Regions from separate parts of the Mus musculus genome. Here all the other regions are linked to region 2. A link is a contact called in public Hi-C and HiChIP or PLAC-seq data. All regions are on one chromosome and are shown on one strand. The core of a region is the stretch at or near the end of the contact, and the rest is flanking DNA. Distances in the headings are between cores, read along the strand shown. Region 1 overlaps Msi2 (musashi RNA-binding protein 2). Region 2 overlaps Msi2 (musashi RNA-binding protein 2). Region 3 has its middle 21 kb from the start of C030037D09Rik.

What was found. Hi-C and Micro-C count contacts between places; a contact is called where the count stands out from the background. HiChIP or PLAC-seq counts read pairs in DNA pulled down with a chosen protein or histone mark.
Region 1: a Hi-C map of cortical neurons shows a contact between it and region 2, with 1.6 times the contacts expected there. The contact joins two enhancer-like sites. A contact is called at or near these places in 1 of 15 datasets of contacts at CTCF or cohesin (the NIH/3T3 cell line), 2 of 484 Hi-C or Micro-C datasets (both in cortical neurons), 3 of 115 datasets of contacts at active chromatin or transcription factors (cardiomyocytes, embryonic basal ganglia and embryonic forebrain) and 2 of 9 other capture datasets (adipose tissue and pancreatic islet).
Region 3: an H3K4me3 HiChIP or PLAC-seq map of embryonic stem cells shows a contact between it and region 2, with 22 read pairs. The contact joins two enhancer-like sites. A contact is called at or near these places in 1 of 15 datasets of contacts at CTCF or cohesin (the NIH/3T3 cell line), 3 of 484 Hi-C or Micro-C datasets (the HPC-7 cell line, bone marrow-derived dendritic cells and muscle stem cells), 8 of 115 datasets of contacts at active chromatin or transcription factors (embryonic basal ganglia, embryonic forebrain, embryonic hindbrain and 2 more) and 3 of 9 other capture datasets (adipose tissue, liver and pancreatic islet).

The regions. Positions count from the first base shown.
Region 1 is chr11:88,403,768-88,407,754 of GRCm38.p6, reverse strand. The region is part of intron 8 of Msi2 (musashi RNA-binding protein 2); the gene reads left to right. Among named protein-coding and RNA genes, the nearest start is that of Mir378b, 53 kb to the right of the region's middle. Within about 2 kb of position 2,719, at least 97 of the 459 cell types and tissues checked have an H3K27ac peak or open chromatin away from gene starts, as enhancers often do. A contact at or near this core is called in cortical neurons, embryonic forebrain and pancreatic islet, where this site is marked.
Region 2 is chr11:88,581,635-88,585,547 of GRCm38.p6, reverse strand. All of the region lies in intron 6 of Msi2 (musashi RNA-binding protein 2), which reads left to right. Among named protein-coding and RNA genes, the nearest start is that of 0610039H22Rik, 36 kb to the left of the region's middle. Within about 2 kb of position 2,142, at least 128 of the 459 cell types and tissues checked have an H3K27ac peak or open chromatin away from gene starts, as enhancers often do. A contact at or near this core is called in cortical neurons, embryonic forebrain, embryonic stem cells and 1 more, where this site is marked.
Region 3 is chr11:88,737,256-88,741,181 of GRCm38.p6, reverse strand. No RefSeq gene overlaps it. Among named protein-coding and RNA genes, the nearest start is that of C030037D09Rik, 21 kb to the right of the region's middle. Within about 2 kb of position 1,796, at least 9 of the 459 cell types and tissues checked have an H3K27ac peak or open chromatin away from gene starts, as enhancers often do. A contact at or near this core is called in embryonic stem cells, where this site is marked.

The DNA of each region.
Region 1 (3,987 bases), core at 1,470-3,969, 180 kb after region 2:
GTCTACGAAGACATAGAGCCCTGGACTTGGAGTGGAGTCCTAGCAATACACCTTGCACAATGGCTTGCAGATGGTCCCAGCATGGGCAGGAAATGATGAATGCAGAGTCTCTGGCCCTCCTAGCCTAGCACCCAAGAGCCAGGTAATGATTTGTGTGCACAGTAAAGACTTGAAGGGAGCACCAGTGGAGGATGCCCACTAGTGATAGATACCCACTGATGCTCTGGTACCACTCAGTGACAGAGAGGAGGTATGTGGGACACTTGGATAGGCTTGGTGTACACACACACACACACACACACACACACACACACACACACACACACACACACACATGCACACACGCACATCAGGCTAGTCCCCTCAGCATCACCTGCCAGTCTCTTTCTCGGCAGAAAAAGGTCAGTAGGCCAAAAAGGTCAGTTAGCCCTGAAAACTCCCAGGAACCCTCTCTGCAGAAGCATGCCTTTCTGCTATGACCTTACTATGAGGCATACCGATGAGAGGAAAGGGTTAGCTCCTTCTGTCACCATATGAGGACCTGCTGGGTCATTTAGAGACACTGAGAGCTTTGGAATCAGAGACAGAAGCCCAGACTCACTACTGGACATTGTGTGATCCTCCGCCATCTACCTGTACCTGCTTCATCCCTCTGCAGCTCAGAGGAAGCCCTCCCTGGTTCTCTTCCTGGTCCCAGAGGCATTACCTACTCTGTGGTCACATTTGTAAAGGCTGGCAGGAATTCAGCTCTCCTGAAAACACTCTTAGTGACAGCAGGTGACAGCAAGTGACCTCTGTTTGGCCTAAGCCAAGGGCCAAGCTTTCTATAAAGGGCCAGATAGTAAATATTTGAGGCTTGGAGGACCATATGGTCTCTGTCACAGCTATTCAACACCCGCCATTGTGGCCAAACACAGCCCCAGACAGTATGGAAATGAGTGGGCGTGGCTGTGTTCAAATAAAACCTAATTTACAAAACCAGGATGCAGCCAGCTGGATTTGGCCTACTGACCATCATCTGCAACTGAAGCCTCAACTGGCTCAGAGCAAGTGGAGCTCTGAGTGATGCTTGCCTCTGGGGTCCTGAGGAAAGGGGTTTAACTGAATGATCAAGTCAGGCTTATCATAGAATAGTGCTTTGTGAAGCAGAGAAAGAGAGGGTGCCACCAACAGACAATGGGGCTTGAGGAAGCAGTGTCTGTCAGAGTGACTTCATGCATAGGAGAGCATCCAACCATGATGAGGCAGAGAAAGGAGCAATGGTCAGAGGGCAATGCGGTCCACCCCTTGTGCCTCCCTGTCATGGCACCATGACCCTCCCCTGCTGGGCATCTCACAGTCCAGTGCACTGACACACACTAGCTTCATGACCTTGGACAAGTTAACGTCTGTGTTTGTCCCCTCTTCTTAAGAGTGGGACCTACAGGTAACTACTGCAGAGATGAAGGCTTATGTAAGGATGGGAGCAGAGCCAGGCCATGCCATGCTCTGTCATAGTGTTCCATCTTTTTAATGTCATCATAATCATCGTTCTCAGAATCATTTTGATTGAGCAAATATGAGATCCTTAGGGAAGGACTGGTTCATGAGTCCCCGTGGGAGGTAGGTACTTCCGGTGCTTAACTAAAGGTGGTTCCTCAGAGATGAGAGGGATGTAACCTCTGAAGTAAGCAGCAGAGACCTGAGATGGGATTTTATTTATTTATTTATTTATTTTTAAGATTATATTTTGACAGGCATGGTGGTGCCCACCTTTAATCCCAGCACTTGGGAGGCAGAGGCAGGCGAATTTCTGAGTTCAAGGTCAGCCTGGTCTACAAAGTGAGTTCCAGGACAGCCAGGGCTACACAGAGAAACCCTGTCTCGAAAAGCCAAAAAAAAAAAGATTATATTTTATTTTCTGTTGCCTGCAGAAGCCAGAGGAGGGTATTGGGTTCCCAAAAGCTGGAGTTAAAGACCACTGTGAGACTCCTGACAGGTGCTGGGAACTCCGATCCTCTGACCATCTCTCTAACCCCATGACACGGGGTTCTTTAGGTCCCAGAAAAGCTGAATCAGACCCTTTGACTGAATGGTTCTTTGAACAGGTTCCAGAGCGCTCGCTTCCAGTAGCAAAGCTCGCTGTGGTCTGCAGCCTACCCTCTTTAGCTTAGAGCACACTTGGGGAGCCAAGCCTTATAGTGTAACGCTGATGAGCAAGGCACAGCAGGGACAGGAGAGAGCTGAGTTGCCCTCTCCAAATCAGAACCACAGTGCTGGGCCAAGCTGGCCCTTGGAACCTCCCTGAGGCGAGGGTCAGCATCTGCGCCTTGCATCTGGCAGAATGCCTGGTGACACTCCCCTCACCCTCTCCTTCAGGCGTCGTCCTCACAGCCAAAGACTGAAAGCTCAGTCAGGAACCAGCCCAAAAGTGTGGGGGTGGGTGGCTGGAATTAACTGGGCTTCTGTGCTCACGATGCTATTTGCGGCGGCTCCCCCACCCCGTCAGCTAATTTTAGCTATCCATTCTGCTTCTGTTGCCATTTATAAAATGAGAATGTCAAATGCAATATTAAACAAGCAGGATGAAGGCAAAAAAGGAAATGGCAGAGAGGCATTTAATAAACGAATCCCGTGTTTACGTGGGAGAGGGAGAGATCCCGAGCCCTACACATCACACACGCCTGTGTGCACACGACCGTTTGTGTACGGGCTCTGCTAATGAGAGCCAAACAGTTTGTGAGCTGGGGGAAGCCTGGGAGAAGTAGAGGGGGAAATGGGGATGGTGTGTGGGAAAAATGTGCTACTCTTCAGGCAGAAGTAATTTAGCCTGCAGGGAGGCAACCTCCCAGTCAGAGTCTCTTCCCATTTGCCCTTGGTGGGTCCTCTAGTCAGTCCAGTGATGGAGAGGGAATGGGGGCAGGACACTGAACCTGTGGGTTTTCCACACCTGCTCAGCTGGTGTGGCCCCCACAACTCTTGCGAGGGGAGCACCCAGAAGCCCTCCTGTGTCTACTCCAGGATTGTTGTCTCGGGGTCCTTTCTTTAACCTCTTCCTGCAGCTGCTCCACCCCATATCCACGGAGCTCCAGGCTGCTGCCGAAAGGGCACCTTCCTTTGTTGTCTCTACAGGGAGACTGCTGCCTGGTTAAGAGAAGCTGAGACTCTGGGCTGGGGTAGACACCCACTCTGTCTTACACCCAGCTTTGGACACCTGCCGGGGGCCAAGCTTCCTCTTCACTTTGAAATGCCCTTGCAGGTGCCCGCAGAAAGAAGAACAGCTGGTGTTACTGCCGTCAGCTATTTCCTCAAATAGTACAGCCTGCCAGCTCCCCTAGCACACCTTGCTGATGAATGCAGGGAGCTGGGATTACCTGGTTGGGGGATGGGGGTTAGGGGTGGAACTGTCCTGCAGGAGGGAGGGGCAGCGGCTCTATGTCTTGTACTTTGGAATCAAATTGAGCACAGGTATGAACTGGCTTTATTTATCTTCAGAGGTTTTCCTGTAGGTTCTGCACATAGCAGGGTGTTGCAGTCTTCTCTAGGGCAAGGGCTTTGTGTAGGTTTTACTCCAATGGGAGAGGTGCTACTGACAGGCTCTGCCTTACAGATGAGAGGGGTCTGAGTGCAGAGAAGCTAGCTCTGCTCAACCCCAGAGCCCAAAGGTAGAGCTGAACCACGGCAGGGAGCTGGACTTTCTGACACATGAGGCTCAGCCTGCCCTGGGACTAGGGTGCCCTTGTTAGGGGACAGGTCTCAAGAAGCACTGGCGACTGGAAACTCTGGCTCTTCTCCACCTGTCACCCAGACTCTGAGCACTCCCGAGAGAAGAGTCGCGTGTCCTCGTATTCCTCTCTGTGTCCACACGCTACCCCTCCTTGCTCGGTGCTCAGTATTAGTGGTTTATGACCTACTTCACTTTGCCGTCGCTGGTTTTAATAAAAACACTAAGCAGAGGAAACAGTGAATGAAATTAATTCTATAAGTGGTGAGGAAATTAATTCTGGA
Region 2 (3,913 bases), core at 893-3,392:
CCCTCGGCTCCCTAGGTGATGCTGACTTCACAGTACTCCAGTGAGAGCCATGGAGGCTTCCAATTATACTTCACATGGCGAGCTGTGTAATTAGTTTGGAAGACTTATGCTTAGTCATTGGTTTATCCTAATCGGCTTTGGCTTTTCCCAACAACAAAGTGAGCTCATTTTGCTGAGCTGAACCGACTCTGCACCCTTTGTCTTGGTGTCCATTGTCTCTCTCCTTTCATTCTGTCTTACTGCCAGCGTTCTGTTTCATTAGGCCGGCAAGTCATTTCCAATCCAGTGGGCTGCTACAATCCAGCCTTTTATCACCCGCTGCCCTGGTTCCCATGTCCCCTCTGGGCCTGGGCCTGAGTCTGTGGCTTGATATGAGGGCCTTAACCCCTTCGTGGGCTAGCTGGTGGTGGTGATGGTGAGGGGCAAAGACAGCAAGGAAGGATAGGGTCTGGGAAGTTATAACTTCCTGGCTTCCAGGGAAGGGAGCTCTCTGGGAAGATCGTGGGTGGGTGGAGTGCTCTTAGCACCTTCTGTAGGAGCTGGGCTGTGTGAGGGGCTGAGAAAGTTAGCTAAGGCTCCAAAGAGTGATTGGTGTTTGAAAACTTCATAGGAAAAACAGTTGGAAACCAGAATGAACTGGCTTTTTCACATAGGAATCCCTCCTTTAGTCCACTGATGTGGGGGCTCTGGGAGTGCATATTTTGAGAGTGAAAACCTGGTGCCTGCTTTTTAGCCCCAGGCTGTAGTAGGTATATGGAGGTGTGGCTGTGGCCTCTGTTTGGATTCCTTTTGATTCAGAAAGTGTGAGGAAAGTCTTACCTAGAAGGAAAAACAAAACAAAACAAAACCCCTGGCATAAAGCCTTTGAAATTGGAAAAGCAAGGGATTTGTGAGAAATAAAGAGGCAAGTTACCATATTCCTGAAAGTGGACTGTGATCCTGGGATAGATTTTTTTTTTTTTATCACTTCCAAATGTGTGGCACAGATAAACAGCTCTGTACAGTGTGTGATTCTCTCAGAAGTAGCCTGGAAAACAAAAATCTGTGTGTGTCCTTTGTGGCTGTCTCTGCTCCCACGGGGCCTTCATCCTCTGAAGTGGTTTGCGCAGGTGGGCTGGCAGGAGGGAAGGGGGCCTCCTTGCTCATCTGCTTGGCATCTTCCAGAGCCCGGAGTGTTCCTTAGACTTGTAAGTGGGGCCAGGAAGACTCATTCCCTCAGTTCATGATCCTGAGATAGCCAGATGCAAAGCCAACCTTGTCCCCACGTCATTCCTGTCCTCTGTCTGGTTTGTGTTAATCCCTCCTTTCAGAAGCATATCTTATGGAGAAGAGGACAGGGGACAGGGGACAGCAAAGTGCTGCCTCATTTCCCACATTCCCCGTTTAGGCCCAGGTGGCAGACAGCATCACCACCAGTTAACAAGATCGCTATGCTGGCTGTAAATCCTCCCTGTGCTTGTGTCTTGTGTCTTCCTGCTCGCGTCAGCCTCCCAACCTTGTTTCTGCTCTGGCCAGTGGAGTTAGAAATAGATTCAGCTCCCTAGCCTCGCTTCTCCTAAATCTTCATGTTTTTGCTTCAAACAAGAATTCCTAAAATAGACAGAAGGTTTCCAGGAAGGCGTCCCATTTCCCTCTTAGTGTACAAAATATAGCCAGCTGTTAGGCAAAGGCATCAGACATTATTATTGTACCGTTAACAGTGTTTTAAAATATACAAATAGAAAAATATCCCCATGCCTTCTGGGTTCCAAGCTGGGCAAACTTTGAGATTATGTTAATCAAATGCCACGTTCATTTGCATACGAGGTATGCACTGGGCCTCACCCTTTGCTGCTTTCCTCTGTGGCCCTGCAGGGTTCAGCTTTAGTTCATTTGAAAGAAGGCAGGACCAGGGAGCTCCTGGCAGCAAAGGAGTTAAAGAGGCCTGTGGTGGGGATGGGAGCGAACGAACTGGAAGTACTTCCAGGGGGCTCACCTTCCCAGAGTCCTCCCGGAGGCCTCTGAAGAGGTCACTTACAAAGGAGTTGTTAGCATGAGAAAGGAAAGCTTTCTCTCCCAAGATGGTTTTCAGTGGGAACTGAAAAAGCACCAGAAATCATGGCCCAGGCTTGTGCCAGTGGGTGCAAGGGGTGGTTCTTCAGGGAGAGAAAGCACAGTTCATTTAGACTTGGCATAGACATCCGACCCGATTATTCTGTGGAGTGAGCATTGATATGGAGATTCTGCCCCACCCCCACCCCATCAATAGGACACCCATTACGTGGGTCATGTATGCTTTTCTTTTTCTTCCCCTTTCTTCTCCTTTTCCCCCTTCCTTTGTCCTCGTAGGAATAGCCTGTGTAGAATGGCCCGGTTTGTCAAGTTTCTGCCCTGTAAGTTTTTACAGTTCTGCATTTTGAGACTCCCCATATCTGTGACTTAGTCCCTAAGTGGGCTGCCAATAGGTGCTTTATTTACATTCGAAGCCACAGTAGAGAAAAGACCCAGGAATAAAACGTTAACAGGCAGGAAGAGGCAGGAGCCTAGCGTTTCTGACTGTTGCTAACCTCACTGCTGCCTTTAAAGCCAATCACGAGGCTCGCGGCTGATATTTAATAGCTTTGAGCTGATTATTTTTTCTTCTCCTCCTCTTTCTTTTCTCTCCAAGTTGACCTGGGTGTACTTGAGCGGAAATGAAGTCATCCAAATGCTGAATTAGAATAGTCACAGTCCCCTAAGAATGAAATGGAAGCAGAGATTAAATGGTGGAGGGAAAGCAGGCATTAATGAACACCGAGGGAAACTTTGCATAAAATAAATAGGAGCTTGAGCATGTCCCCGCCGCTTCTGTTTCTCCCTCGGTTTGTGTTGTCTTTTTGGTGTATCGCTGATGGCAAAGAGGGATCTGAAAGGTCACATACTCTCTGCCACCTAGGCGACAGCGCTCTCTTCTTTGTGGGATGCGTTTTCTTCTGTGATGGGGGAACCTGGATGGAGGGTCTGTTGTTGTGGAGGGCTGGCCATTACTTGTTGCAGCTGGAGTGGGTGGAGACAGATGGAAGAGAGGAAAGGGTGGGAGGCAGCACAGGGCCGGTGAGCCAGCCATCCTGATACTGTTTGTAACAGACAGATTCCTGCTTGTAGGGACTTGTTCCCACAAACCTGGGCTGGCCAAAGGTAGAGTGACCAGTTGTAACTGTTTACCTAGGACTGGAGCTCAGATCCTAGGAGTAAAGGAACCGTCAGAGCGGTCACAGCCTGAAGCTTCCCCCCCACCCCCACCCCCGTGTCCTGGGATTCTCTTTCACACCTGTTCACAGTGTACCTTCTCGATTTATTCCGGCAGCCGTGGGGGAGAGTTAGCACAAGACCTGTATGAACCAGGCTGGAAATTGTTCAATGAGAGAGTGGTCCGGGGAAGACAGGAAGAACAGGCAGTGGTGGTTTGGAGTGCAGCGACCTTTTGGACTCCTGTTTGGCTCCTGCTTGGGGATTATTTCTGTGACCACTGGAAATAATAATAATAATAATAATGAAAAAATTCTGCCCTAGCTCAGTGAAAAGTGAGCCGCTTGTAGTTAGAGAGCAGAGTGAGGATTTAATTAGATTTAAAAGCCCAGCAGAGCCTTGTTTACAGGAAGTGGTTTTAGGTGGTCTGCTGTAGAAGATGCAATTTCTGCAAGTGGATTACTTATAATGAGAGATTTTTGGTTGCTGAGGTCGCTAACGGCCTTTTATAATTGGAGGCAGAGGTAAATATTTTCTGACTTGCTTATGGCGTGTTAGCATTCAAAGAAACAATTTAAGGTGCTGTTCACTAAAGGAAAAATAAATGAGACTGTGGACTGCTCAGAGGCAGGCTTCCTGACTGTGTTTCCAGCTTTCTTCTGGACCGTCAGAAGGACTCGGAAGGCCTCAGGGAGAGGATGTGCTG
Region 3 (3,926 bases), core at 547-3,046, 160 kb before region 2:
GCATCCGAGGATAGGGACATTTTAATACCTCACTTCTTCATGTCACCTAGTTTATTTATGAGGCTATTTGCTTCCATTTTTACACTTTGATGGTCTTTAGCTCATCTTGGGATATTATTTTTACTTCAATTAAGATTGTATCCCTTGGCTGGGCTGTGGTGGTACATGCTTTTAATCCCAGCATTTGGGAGGCAGAGGCAGGTGAATTTCTGAGTTGGAGGCCAGCCTGGTCTACAGAGTGAGTTCCAGGAGAGCCAGGGCTACACAGAGAAACCCTGTCTCGAAAAACCAAAAAAAAAAAAAAAAAAAAAAAAAAGATTGTATCCCTTTTGTTTCTTATCATTTGTGAACAAGTCCTGTGGGGTGTTGTTCAACCAACATTGGTTTTATTGTGACAAACACTGGTGTCCTGTCTCTGTTTCTCAGTTTCCTGTCATTCTAAGTACAAATTCACACATTCCTTTTTTTTTTTTTTTTGGTTTTTTGAGACAGGGTTTCTCTGTGTAGCCCTGGCTGTCCTGGAACTCACTTTGTAGACCAGGCTGGCCTTGAACTCAGAAATCTGCCTGCCTCTGCCTCCCCAGTGCTGGGATTAAAGGCATGTGCCAGCACGCCCGGCCACACATTCCTTTTAATAACAAGTGGCTGTCATCTTATTCTTTCTCTATGTGTGAGCAAGCACTCACCACTAAACTAGAAAGGGTCTCTATAATTTGCCCAGGCTGGCCAGGAACTCACTCTGTAGCTTAGGCAAGTCTTGAATTTGTTACCCTCCTGCCCAGCCTCCTTAGTAGCTAGGAGTCCAGGTCTGCATTAGTAGGTCTTGCTTTCTTTTTGATGGGGGCTTATAAAGGGACAATGACATGCCTGGGGCCACCCAGCTTTCTCATAAGGGTGGCTAACTCTGACCTCACAACCCTCTGATTTCTCACGTGTTTGCTTCTCCTGTCAGTAAGGCCCGGTGGGCATCAGACTTGAGATCATTAGTTCCCATTCTCCAGGATTTAACAGGAAGAACAATGGTCAGCTAACAACAACAACCCAGCAGCGGTGACATCATCAGAGTGGCACAGAAGCAGGAAGGACCAGGGACAGAAAGATATCATCCAGAATATGTTCACTGGAGGAGGGGGGGTGCTTCCGGGTGGGCAGCATTTTGGCAGGGTGAGGAGATGCGGGACGACTGGAGGAGACAGTATGACAAGGCTCACTCTATCTGAATAAAAGAAGACAGGTTGAAGCCAAGCAAGATGGCTCACACCTGTAGGCTCAGCACTCCAGGCCGAGGCAGGATTGTTCTGGGCTTGAGGCTAGCCTGGGCTGTGGAAAGAGATGCTATCTACAAAAGAGCTAGTTTGCCTAGAGCTGTCCCCACCCTACTTAGTGACAAAACTGAGTTCCTGGAAAAGCAGAGGGACCCTAGGAAGGCAGCAGGTGACGCCACAGTTCATGGATTAGAAAAAAAGTCTGTGAATTAGAAAAAAGGAATCCAGGCGTGTGGCCCACGCCTTTAATCCCAGCACTTGGGCGGCAGAGGCAGGCGGATTTCTGAGTCTGAGTTCGAGGTCTACAGAGTGAGTTCCAGGGCTACATAGAGAAACCCTGTCTCGAACGCCCCACCCCACAAAAAAAAAACCAAGAAAGGGAAGAAGGGGCAGGTTAATAACTGTAATAAAGAATTGTATACATTTATTTTCATGCCAATTGAGAGTTTAAGAAAGATGTCCTTTGTGGCCCTGTCTGTACTAAGGACTCCACTGAAATATCCAGAATCAAGGAAATGGGTTTACGTATCCTGGTGCCTTCGGCGACTTAGTAGACTGTCCATCTAGCCTGCCTCATTCACAGGTCAAGGATATACACAAAGAAAGTGGGTTGGAGAGGGTTGGCTGGGGACTAGGGTGACAGATTGATGTCGCTTTAAAAAGGACATGAGATCTTCGGAAGCAGTGACTGGCTCCTGAGTAGACCCTGGTTTGAAAGAAATCATGTGAAAGAAGTAAGGGGAACAACTGAGAAACAAGTACACAGAGTGGGTGTCGGTGGTTATCAAGGAGTTATTGGCTGGGCATGGTGGTGAACGCCTTGATTCCCACTGCCTGGGAGGCAGACGCAGGTGGAGCTATGTGAATTTCAGGCCAACATGATCTACACAATTAGTTCCAGGCTAGCCAGAGCTACACAGTGAGACGTTGCCCGACAGATGGAAAGATAGAGAGATAGATAGATAGATGATCGATAGGTAAGATAGACAGAAAAAAGAAAAAAATTGATTTCAAGTTATATGAAAAAAAATCCCTTGGGATACATATGGATGCATTTACAATAAAAATGTCATAGTATCTGCAATTTTGTTAAACTACTTCAGCAACAGAGTAGATGAAATCCCTAAGACCGAATGTTACCAGTTTTTATGGAAGAGGTATGTGTTATTATGCTATTCTTTCTACTTTCCCAAGTTGTTAATAAAACCCAGAATAAAAGTTAAACTAAACAGGAAAGAGAAAGCAAATGCTTATGAATAATTTCAGGAAGGGAGAAAATTACTTGTGCTATAATGTTAGATGAAAGGAAAGCAGTAATCAAAATATAGCTGTGGTCTTCACACTGTCTGAAAAATTAATAAACAGAAGCCACAAAAGATGCAGGATGGGTTTCATATACATTACCATCAAGCTTCTACAACTGTGTAGGAATGGTGCTGAGACCCCAGACACACCCACACTTAAGCCTGACATGCTCACTCAAAAAAATCTATCCTTTTCTCTATATTAGCATCTGTAGATTTTCTCCACAGACAATGCAATAGCAAATATTCTTGTTTCCCTATGTAGCCCTAGCTGTCCTGGAACTATGTAGGCCAGGCTGATCCTAATCAGCCTATAGTGTTTCATACACTCTGAACTCAAGGTGATCCCTCTGCCTTGGCTTGGGAGAGCAGGTCTGAGGCAGCCCACCCTGCCCAATACTTTGAGTTTTGAGAACCACAGGTTCTTTATCACAACTAAATGGTGCTGTTGCAGTAGGATCTAGAAACTTAGGTACATAACCAAATAAGTGTGGCTATATGTTCCAATAAAGTTTTATTGACCAAAGCAAGTGTCAGGCCAGGTTTGTTAGTAACACTTCTAACCTGTAGCCTGGAGGCTAACATGAGCTGGAAATAGTCATGAGTATTGCCTGCGATGAAACTGTAAACTTAGGCAAACATTATAAGGGGTTCTGGGGTGTGTGTGTGTGTGTGTGTGTGTGTGTGTGAGAGAGAGAGAGAGAGAGAGAGAGAAAGAGAGAGAGAGAGAGAGAGAGAGAGAGAGATATTTTTCTTTCTCTTTTGGGTAATTCAATTGCAAGGTTCTGTTTGTTTGTTTGTTTGTTTTTCAAGATAGTGTTTCTCTGTGTAACAGCCCTGACTGTCTTGAAACTCACTCTGTAAATCAGGCTGGCCTCTAACTCACAGAGATTTATCTGCCTGCCTGTGTCTCCCAAATGCCAGGATTAAAAGTATGCACCACCGCCACCCAGCCAATTGCATGGCTCTTAAGCATGAAGTTTGTAGATGACAATGTCATACAGACATGTCAAAAACATGGACACACCTGTGCCTCCTCCCCTCCAGACCTTCAAAGTACTCAAGACAGGCACACAGAGCAAAGCAGAGACCAGGGGTTGGGGTCAGGATGAAGAAAGCATTGTGTGTAATTGTAGTTCTTGCTTCCATACTTTTCAGTACTTGTCTGTATTTCCCCAACTCTTCCACACACACTGCTATTTTTATATATTAGCTTTAAATATGTGTATCCACCTCTTTCCCAACTCTTCTTATTCCACTACACATTTGCATCGTTCTAAGTTGAGAGGACACTGAAGCTTCACTGTGTGGGGTCTCCCCACTCCTGAGCCACCCTACCTTGTTTGCCCACAGGCAA